Regions from separate parts of the Rattus norvegicus genome. Here region 1 is linked to region 2. Evidence: chromatin contacts called from public Hi-C data. All regions are on one chromosome and are shown on one strand. The core of a region is the stretch at or near the end of the contact, and the rest is flanking DNA. Distances in the headings are between cores, read along the strand shown.

Region 1 (5,145 bases), core at 1,007-3,506, 450 kb before region 2:
GATCATGCTGTTAGATACCATGTGGGTGCTGGGAATTGAACCTGGGTCCTCTTAGGAGCTGGCAGTGTCCTTTATCACACAGTCATCTCACAATCTCCTATTCATTAATTCTGTGTTATTGTTTTGTTTTATTTCTTTTTGAGACAGGGTCTGGCTGGCTTGGAATTCTTTCTGTAGATCAGGTTGGCCTCAAACTCAGAGGTTAGACTTCCTCTCCCCTTACTTCCTAAGTGTTAGGACTAAAAGCTTGCGCTACCACTCCTTGCCTGTCCATTAATTGTTAATTAATTTTTAATTTCATTCATGGGAGATATTGGCATTGACCTTGAGTTGTAAAAATTGAAGAATGTTATTTGTAACTCTCAGAGTAGCTTGTGGCATAGAATTTGAATCTATGCATTGAATTTTAGTAGACTATTATCTACTTATTGTGGTCATTTTTATTTAGACATGATGGAAGGAGTTAATCTGTAGTGAAGAAGCACAATTTCTGCATCATTTGCTATAGAATGAATTTGAATGACAGAATTTGAACTTATTGCTGAACTAGTATTTGAAGTTATCAATGTGGATTGCCATCATTTATATAAGAGGATTAAAAGTAATATTCAATGCATTTGACTTTTCTCTGTAATTTTATTTTATAATAATTAGGTTCTTAGTGGTTCAAAAGTGAAGCTTTTCTGTGTTGTTTATTTTGTACAGCACTATGAAAACACAAATTTGTGTTTGTTCAAACTGGATTTGAATGTAAAGTTGGAAACTACTGCTGTGACTTTAAATCTAAGAATAACAAGTTTTTTCTTTTTGCCTGAGTGTTCTAAAACATATACTAATCAATGAGATCATGTATCGGTCTTGTCGTGAAAGACTGTGAGTAGAAATGCAAGTTCCATTTTTCTTTTTTAATTCTTTAATTTGTGTTTACGACATGCAATCAGCACTCTGAATTTTCTCAAGCACTTTCTTGAACTGTTTCTAATAATACCCAAGGTAGTGGTGAGTGGCTGTGTGGAAGACTGTTCTATTTACAGCAACCTGTTTGTTTTCTGGATCTCTCTTGTTCCTCTTGCTGATCAGTGAGTGCCTTTTAAGCTAGAGTTTTTTAAGAGTGCATGGTAACGGAAGTGAACCTTAGTGGGGTTTTCTGGATATGGGGAGCCTGACCTAGACACAGCAGCAGAGGGCGCTCGGTCCCTCTTTTCACAGCAATAGAGCCTGCAACAACCATCCCTCTTTTAAGCAGCTAAACAGGAATTGCTCAAATTGATTAAGTTTTTCGAAGATCTTGTTCCATGATCTGGGGCTAGGTGCCTTAGAGTAAAGTAGGTCTTATTTTAGTCTTGGGAAAACTGAGTGTAATAGGGAATTTCCTGAAACTCTGCAGGAGGAATAAAATTGTCAGTGAAATTCCATGAATCCTTCTCTTCCCTTTCCATATTCTGACTAATGTGCAAAATAACCATTTTCCTAAGAAGACCCAAATGGAAACCCCAGGAATTTGCATTTCCTCTTGAATAGTTTCCTTAATGAAAGGTGTCTGAGACATAGGCTTTAAACAAACAGCAACTTGAAACATTGTGGCATCTACTTGAAATTTAATCCTTTTTGTTAGATAGCTAGTGCCTCTTTGCTTTTACCCAACAAAGACCCTTAAGAAAAAGAAAATGAAAAAATAAATAGCATTTCTAGAACCCTCTTGCCTCGCGCGGCAGATCATATTCTCTGTGATCTTGTTCACTCATATTATGTGGTGATTAGAGCCAGGCTTCAATCAGCTGAAAGATTCCCCAAGGCAGGGTCTTGTCCCACCAGTGCACATGGCATGCCCCGTCTGACACCAGGGCAACTTGAGAATTGAGCCAGAGATGCTGCAGTTTGGTGCAGCAGATGCGCACTGGTGGTTGCCATGGAGATTGCTAATACTGCTGAAACTCAAAGAAAGGGCACTTGCCACAGCTCAGGAGCCTGTGTGAAAGTGAATGAAAAGCAAGTGGAATTGAGAATAGGCCCTCAGCTACTTGTCCCACATGGAGTTTTAATTTCCTTTCCTCTTCCTTTTTCAGAATCTAGATTGAAAACAGGGCAAGTCATAAGGCACGCCGGAGCCCCTCAGAGCTTTCTGCCGCCTGACATATCCTTGGGATAAGTGTATATTAACAAGGAGGCATGACTAATAGGATTGGGTTGGGGGCTGGGCTGGGGCATGTGGCAATCCTTCTGGAGCCTCTGGTCTGCTTGTCACTGGGGCTTACTAGGCACCTTGGGATTTGTCTGCAGCATATGTGCTGCTGTTAATGATTGAAAAATTACCACAACAATTAGTCATGGATCACTGAAGGCAGGGCCCCAAATGTGATGGACAATCTGATTAAATCCATGTATGTGACAATTAACTCTCCTGCAGGTTTATCCATCCAGGGAAAGTGCCCTAGGGGTGAGAGCAGAGTGGAATGAGAAGATGGGGAAACATGGTGATAAAAAGGAGTAGGAGAGGTAAACGCTACAGAAGAGACTGATGCAGCTGGCACTATTGGTTTTTAATCTGATCCTGAATTAATCACGGTTTGATTAATCCTGGTTTTATTGCACCTTTCTATTGCCCATTTATTTATTTCTGCCTCAATTTGATGGAGGTGTGACTGATTAAATTCTGCTCATTCCATGTTTTTGAATTTTTAAATTCAGCTCTCCATTAAGCACAATGTTCTAGGTGGTCCAAAGTCCAATTATCTTGTAAGAGCTTAACAGGCACCAGACACAGCACGTCATGAATCCCCTCATGTATCACAGCTGAGTAACTCAGAATAAATATTTGTTTGTTCAGTAATCTGCCTAAGCGAAGGAAGCCTGTGATGTCAGTATGCTTTGTTATTCAGAAGAGATGGATCTCCCACCTCCCAATTTTGGTTATAAGAATAATAGAAACTCAATGTGTATCACCAAGAAGATTTTGTGCACAAAGACAGAAAACTGTTTGTGTGAACTTATCTCCCAATACATCTTGTAGCCTAACAAGGTCAAGCTGTGCTGACCTGTAACTGTGGCTGAGCATTGTTTTTAACAGAGTGCTCTGTTCTTTCTTTAGATGATACTTTGTCACCCATGCTGCTTATGAAACACTGCAGTGAAGTAATGCCCAGGAGGTTGTGACACAAAGCAGCCCAAGCTGAGCCTGCTGCGGTGTACCTCCTGTGTCTGGAATGTACTGTTGAGTGGCAGGTGGCTTGCCCCATTCAGAAGACATGGAGAGCTACACGGTCTACTTATGCAGTTGCCTTTTTTTTTTTTTCTAATAGAATTTGGGAGGACAATCTCACCCCTCTAGACTAAATTGGGTTGTCCTTTTATCCGCATTTTAGCATGACCTATCCAGATACATGAACATAGAAGATTTGTTTGTGGTGTGGGACATAGTAACTTCTAGCACAATAGACTCGAAGACAAAAATTAGCCCAAGAAGAGTCTCGTTGCCCTGGGAGATCTCTGCAGAATATTGTGTTATTGATAGTACCACTGATTTGAGCACCAAACAAGAGTGTCAGCCTGCCTGCACACAGATGATAGGGAACCTCAGAACCTCTACCTTGAGGTGGCTAGCCCTCCGTATGCTTCCCGGTAATCAGCCTCAGTGTGGAGATTGAAAAACTCTTCCTCATGAAATATTCTTTCCTACTGCACCCCATTCGAGAAGCTGTTACAGCTTGGTAGTCACCAATAGCAGTTCCTCTGTCCCTTTCTGTCCACTTAATGACCAGTACTGACACAGTCTCTGTCCATTTGCTTGTTTGGCCAGGTTTTGTTTCATTTGTTTATTATTTACCAGCTGGTTTTCATGCACCAAGAAGTGTGCCTTGCACAAGTCATGGACACAAGAGTGGGAGTCACAGACATTTGTATTTTGGTGCAGCCAGAGTATAGAGATAGATGAATTCAAAGTGGGAATTGTCAATTGCTATGAAAGCTCATGTGATCAAAGATGTGATTATTGCCAACAGGAGGAGTGACTTTTCCTTCGGTTTCTGCAAGGTTTTTGTAGTATCAGTCTTTGAATATGTTCTCAGTTCTCCCATAGCCAATGATCAAAAGACTAGATTTTCACTGTTTCCTTACATGGTTTGAACTGGTTGATCAGGATGGAAGAGAAATACAGACTATGAATGAATAGTACAAGAATGTGGTGTGGTATGTTCAACAATGAGTTAAGGGGGACAAGAGTTGATTTGAACATGTGTTAGCATCGTGTGGATCCAGGTAAGGGAGAACATTAGGGGCTCAGGCACAGTCTGGACTTTAGTGGTCAATGAATTGCATCACAGTTAAATGACGTAGGAATGACTATGTCATGAGGCATGTGCTCCCAGAAAGCTGCTGGTCTTTGGGGCCTGCACAGTTAGTTTCTGACTCTTTCTCTGTTCATCTTCCTTTATTCTTTTCTGATCCCAACTGGCTGGACTTGTTTCTCCCAGTGTGGATAATACAACACTCTAATGGGGCTTTACAGAGACACCTTTCTCTCTTTGTTCAGGTGCAGTTCTGAGAGACTCTTTCATTGCCCCTCTGACCTCAGGGTCATGGACCCTGATAGTTCTCCTGGTTTGTTTTATATTGTCACTTCGGCGTTTGGGGGATGGTGCTCCTATCTCTTATACAGGGGAGATTCTAATGGGTCAGATAGAAGCAGAGTAACTTTCTTTAACCAGTGGTTAGTAAGTCACTTGATGACCCACAGCTGAACCAATGAGACATAGGAAGTTGTCCACCAGGGACTTTTGGGAAAAATCCCTCACTTCTGAGAAAGACATTGGGAAAGATGTTTGTTCTTTCCTTTTTCTGTAAGTTGAAGCAAATGAGACAGTGTGTTGAGGATGGTGACTAGCTAAAGCCAGAACCTGGAGAAGGTGGCCCCAGAGGAACTGCAAAGGGTCAGAGGAATTGTTTCCATCTCAAGGTTCTTTGTCAGGTACCCTGTTGTTTGAGCAGAAAGCATCTTCTTGGTGTTGCCCGGTTTTAATTTCGTGGAACTTAGCAATCTATGAGTTCGTTGTGGTACTTACTGTCACTCTCACTAGAATCTAATTTTATTTGGGCAAAACCTTGTCTGTCTTGTTGACTATCAAATCCATAACTCCTAGCCAATATGAA
Region 2 (5,403 bases), core at 1,970-4,469:
CTGCGGCCTAGGGCCCTGGCTCTGAGGGGGTTGGGGTGGGGTGGGGGTTGGAGGAGGTAGAAGCTGTGACAGAGGCAGTGGGGGAGAGAAGAAAACAGAATCAGGCCACACTGAGGTCCTAGCTCCCATACTCAAGCCAACCAAACTCGGAGGCGGTGAATTTAAGAGCTGCCAGCTTCCCGGCAGACCAGCGCATTTAAAAACCCATTTCTCCCCACACGGCTAACAAACACCCCGGGTACCCGAAGGGCTTGAGAGGGGCTCAAATCTCCGCTATAATGGCGGGGGAGGGGTGGAGGGAAAAGGTGAAATCAGGAATGGAAATGGGCCGTGGGCTCTGGGGGTCCGAGCACAGGCCTCTTCTGCCTCCATCCCGGTGTGAAAGCTAGCAACCGTCCCAGTCTTAGGCAGCTACCTGTCCCTGAACATCAAACTACTGCAGACTCCAGGGAAGGTGACCCAGTCAGCCACAGCCAGCCGAGAGCTGCGCTTGGCAGATTGCAGCAGGAAGAGCTAGGCGGGACTACTGCTTTCTAATCCGGAACGGGAAGCTCTGCGGAAGGGAGCGAGGTTAACTTCCACCTCAGCTGGGACAAACACACAACCTTCCATAGACCTAGACTCTCCTTCACACCGATTTTTAAAAACCCTTGGCACTATAATAAAAGCAGAATTTAAACACTGACACCGTGTCTTATAAATAAATCGTTGTTCTACTGTAGCTCGGTCACGATGAAAGAAATCCTATTTAGCTTCCTCTATAATGTATGTTACCAACATGCCTTTGCAAAAAGAAAACAAAATGCGACCTAGCCTCTCTGGCTGCAGGCTCTTCCTGACTCATTGACCTCCAAAATTCGGTGTCCGATTTGAAAAGAGGGGTTGGGGCTTTCTGGAGGCGGGAAATCTCCCTGTCACTTTATTTTTCCAGGCGTTGCTGGATCAGACCCTGTAGGGCGCATGTGTGTGAGCGTGTGTAAAATACGAATTCGGGAACATTTCTGTGTCTCGCAATTGTGGCTTCTAGAAATCAAGCTTGCACTGGAAAGCCGGAAGCAGTGCGCGGGACAGAGGTTGCAGGCATAAGCCTCTGAGCACATCGGTCGAGTTCCCGGTCCTTTCTGAACCTGGTTTCTGTAACCCCCAGGCAGGCAGCCGACCCGTCTCCTCTACATCCCTATCCAGTGCGGTTTTCATTTGCTCATTCATTTCTTGGATCTCTCTCATTCATTCCAAACTTCCTCATCCTCTACTTCCCCGCCCCTCCCCAACCCCCACGCTTCTTGCCAAATGTCAGTAATTTGGGAGAGCTTCCATCTATGAATTAATAAAGACTGAAGCTCTGATGCAAAAAAAAAAAGGGGGTAGACATTTGGGGGCACATACATTTTAATTCCACTATGAAAATGATGGTCATTTTTCAGGCCGAGGTTAATCAAATGAATCCCTCCTGCAAATCACTGTTTCACTATATTCTATTTTCACCCATTAGGAAACAGAGTCTCTAAACATCCTCCAGGTGAATCCCCTATCTTAAAACACTCGCTTTTTCTTAATCTGTGAACATTGGTCATCTAACTACAAAATGCCATGCTCACTCATTTCCAATACTTAAAGAATTTGCTGCCCTTGGGATCCATGTCCTATGATGGTTGCAGCTCTTTGAACTAATGTCAAAGGCACAAAACCACCAGATACAACGCATTAAGTCATTTCCTAAAATTAAAGGAAAAGCCAACATCCTGCTGCATGCTCCTTGCTTTGCAAGACCCCAGTTTCTGCAAAACAATAAACAAACAATCAAAAAAAATCCCCCAAATCAAATTCTCAAGATTATGTCAAATGCATATGGACCCCGATGGAAAGAATCAGTTTTAATGTTCCAGGAGCCCCAATTCCTCTACATTTCTTATGAAGAAAAAAATGTTAAGCATCCCCGTCTCCTGTCCCACACAAATTCCCTGAAGAGCCCCTGAAATTCTGCAAGGATTTGTCTGTAAAGAATGCTATATCCTGGCACGATAACAGCTTTCTCCATCTCCAGAATAACCACAGGAGAGTTTCTATTTTTTCCTTTTGTCCATTCTATTAATAAACTGCTTTACTTTCACTTTTCAGCTACGTTAATTAATGTTCCAATCCGGTATCAGACAAGCAAATTCACTAGTATTTAAAGCATTTGCATATTGGATGGAAAAAAAATATGAACTTTAAGAAAGCTTCCCAACAGTGTAGCTGAGACTCGACATTCCTTAACATAAAATGGGGGACTAAGTCAATCCATCCACAAACAGCCGCAAACAAAAATGACAAACACACGAAAAGACATATTGCAAACACGGTAAAGCCCTTTCCTGTATAAAAAGACTAGCGATGGTAATATGTAAAATCACAGACACACATGAGCCTGAAAAAGTATATCGGTGCATATTTGGTTGATTTATCCTTCTCAGAGTAGTCTGCGGTGCCGGGAGCAAACGCTGCAGCTCGGATATAGGGGGAGGGGCGGGGGAAGGACAAAGTTCTAAATGCTGCAGTTTGAGGGCAGCCTTGGAATATCTTCGCTTTCTGCATATAAACTTTTCAGCCCTCAGCTGCCTAGGCATCTTATTCTTGCCTTCACGTTCCGACCCCTCAAGATAGTATCTTGCAGTATAACATGGGACAAATGCTACGAGCGCTCAGATCCTGTTTCAACCCCGAAAAGAGAGAAAAAAAAATGGATGTGCGCTTTGGAGAAAAAGGGGAAAACCCCCCTTGGAAAATAGCTGGTCACACACTTCCCTGCAGAAGAAATTTCTTTCTTTAGGAAGACCCAACCAGGACTCCAGAGTCCCCAAGAGCTAATACCCGGATCCCGGGAGTCTGCAGGGTTTTCTGCAACCAGAGGCTGTTGCCGGCCAGCAAAGTCCCCTAAGGCGCCTCTGGGGCAGGCAATCTCCAGCCGCCTACCGAGCCTTACCGGGCGGCCACTTACCTATTTGCACCGCGAGGATCAGTGAAATATATCTGCCGTTCAACTTAAGTCCCATCCTACGTTTAGTCAAACCATTTGCGACCGCAGACCTTTAAATAGTTAGTTTAGAGAACGCGGGGGAAAGCTGAAAAATAGGCATTGCCAACAAGTTCCGGGAGCGACAGAGACTTTATGCACTGGGAAGGCAGAGGGAGGAGAGAAAGAGAGGGAGCGAGGAAGAGACAGAAAGAGAGCGAGAGAGTGAGAGGCTGTGGGGGGGGGGGAGCTGGGAATGGTTCACTCCATTAGGAGGGGGCGGAGGAAGTACAGCCTCACGCCCACGAACAGGCCTGACGTGGGGGATGACACGGATTGATTTTTTTTTTAATATAGACACCTTGGTAGAGAATCACCATTTATAGTCATAAGACTCTGGAATTAATCAGATATCTCCAATTAATGTGCGATCTCAATGAAATCTCGCCTCTCTGGGGTGACCTCTTCTCATCCCGGTGGCCACCCCCGCCTCCTCGTTCCAGGGGCCCCCAGCCCCGCCCCCTCCCTGCGCAGAATCGGGGCTCCCTCTCCTCTCCCCGCCCGGAGCCGGGGAGTCCTAGCGCGCCCACTCGATTGTTCAACCTGCTCCCTCCTTCACTGGCGCCACAACGAACCCAGACACTTCCCACCCTGCAGAGAGGTTTGAGAAGCTTCAGGCCGGAGTGGGAAGAAGGGAGAGACTCATCCGAGCCGAATCACCCCTCTCTCGCCCTCAGCTGTCTGCAGACTTGCCTACCCTCATTTTCTCCAGCCCTGCAGCTGAGCTCTAGGCGCAGCCTTGAGCGCGTGAGCACACAACCCGGTTCCCGGCACACGCACACACTCACAAAAGCGCACGCCCGGGAGCGGAGCCGAGCGCCCCCGAGCTCGCCCGCACACTGCACGCGAGCGCGCGTACACGCCCAGGTCCCGGGGGTTCGTTCTGCACACACAGGGCCCCAGAAATAGACTCCGCGTGCCCTCTTGTGAATCTCACTATTCGCAACGCTCACTCGCCCGAAGGGCCTCTATACAAGGAACAGAGACACCTATTTGGGGGTGGGGGTGTGGAAAGGCAATTGGGCAAGAAGTCTAGGCTAAGGCAAATTTCGGATTCTTGTGATTTACAAACTCTTAGCGCTTTAGGAAATTTTCAAGGCAAGCTGTGGTGTGCAAGCTCCTTTCTGGGAGTCTCCTGGGGTCATTTGTAGGGTCGCACTCAAATGTCCACACACGCACCCACGTCCATCACGAACACACACACACACACACACACACACACACCCAGATCCACACACACCTGCGCTGTTTTTTGAATGACCCAGCACACACTGCAGAAAGAAATATCTCTTCAGCTGTGTTTGTGCAAGGTCCTGTGGTAGGTCATGAAAGATGGAAAAATAATCAGGGCTACTTCTTAAATGAAATTAAGTTTTTCTCCCCCTCCTTTTTCTGCAATGCACCACACCCTCTTCACCAGCCTGAATTCTAGCGACTTTAGTCAAATGTTGAAGGCCTCACTGGCCAGATGTATTACTTAAGACAATGAAGAGATAAGCGAAAAGGAGAAAATAAAAGAACCCTTTATATTTTACAAGACTTCAGGGCCACCACGTAAGGCTATCAAGTTAGTGGCAGAAATGAAAGGGGATTAGGGAGGTGGGGGCTCCGTTTAATTTGCCTTCCGAAGCCCCTGCACTGGGAACCACACACAGCCATCTGTGCACGCGGACTGAGAAAGGGAGAAAAGGGTGCAAAACTGGGGTCAGATGACAGGCGGTGGAGGGAGGAACTGAGGAGGACCTCGGGGGCCTTGCTGCCCCGAGAAGCTGGGAAAGCGCGCACCGAGGGGACCCAAGCCCGAAGCTCTGCAGAACCGCAGAACCCGAGGCTGGCCGCCTGGTCTGTAGGGGCGGAGCCACATCTCAGCCCCGGTGACGCCAGGGTAGGTGGGCGGGGCAGCGGGGGCGCACTTTCCCGGTGTCCAGGGGCCCAGTGGCAGCTCCAGGAGTTTCCTGCCCCAGTGTTCCTTGGGCTCGCAGAAAAGCAGAAAAGGTGGGCGGGTGGAGGTGGGGCGAGAACGGGTGGCGAGTGGGGGGCGTCCCTCGGACCCTCCCCCAACGCCCTCCAATGGTAGAGAAGGGGCTGGCTAGGGGCGGGACCTCAAGGTTGGAAGCCCTTCCCAGTACTCGCTTGTCCCTTCAGGGTTCCACGCACAGGACACGGGTTTCCCCTCTAACACCCCCGTCCGTGGCTCTGAGCTGAGTCCTCCTGAGCCTGAGTACCAGGGGATTTACATTTCGTGCCCTCAACGTCCTTGCCTCCCTCCTGTTCACTCATCGGGCCCTCTAGGACCTTTTCTGTGGGTGCCCTGGGATCTTCCCAATTACATCCTTTTTCACTCAGAACCA

The links. A called contact is a pair of places that touch in the nucleus more often than the background predicts.
Region 1: a contact with region 2 is called in a Hi-C map of the A7r5 cell line, with 3 times the contacts expected there. The contact joins the enhancer-like site here to the promoter of Nrn1 in region 2. A contact is called at or near these places in 4 of 12 Hi-C or Micro-C datasets (the A7r5 cell line, the Rat2 cell line, Schwann cells and 1 more) and 1 of 1 datasets of contacts at active chromatin or transcription factors (oligodendrocytes).

Annotation. Positions count from the first base shown.
Region 1 is chr17:28,787,307-28,792,451 of GRCr8, reverse strand. The region is part of intron 5 of Fars2 (phenylalanyl-tRNA synthetase 2, mitochondrial); the gene reads left to right. Among named protein-coding and RNA genes, the nearest start is that of Fars2, 160 kb to the left of the region's middle. Within about 2 kb of position 2,256, at least 14 of the 93 cell types and tissues checked have an H3K27ac peak or open chromatin away from gene starts, as enhancers often do.
Region 2 is chr17:28,333,242-28,338,644 of GRCr8, reverse strand. Nrn1 (neuritin 1) reads right to left here and starts at 3,219. Exons shown (of 3, transcript NM_053346.2): 1 at 2,978-3,219. The coding sequence starts at 3,032. LOC120097730 (a long non-coding RNA gene) reads left to right here. Exons shown (of 3, transcript XR_010059462.1): 3 at 1-2,979.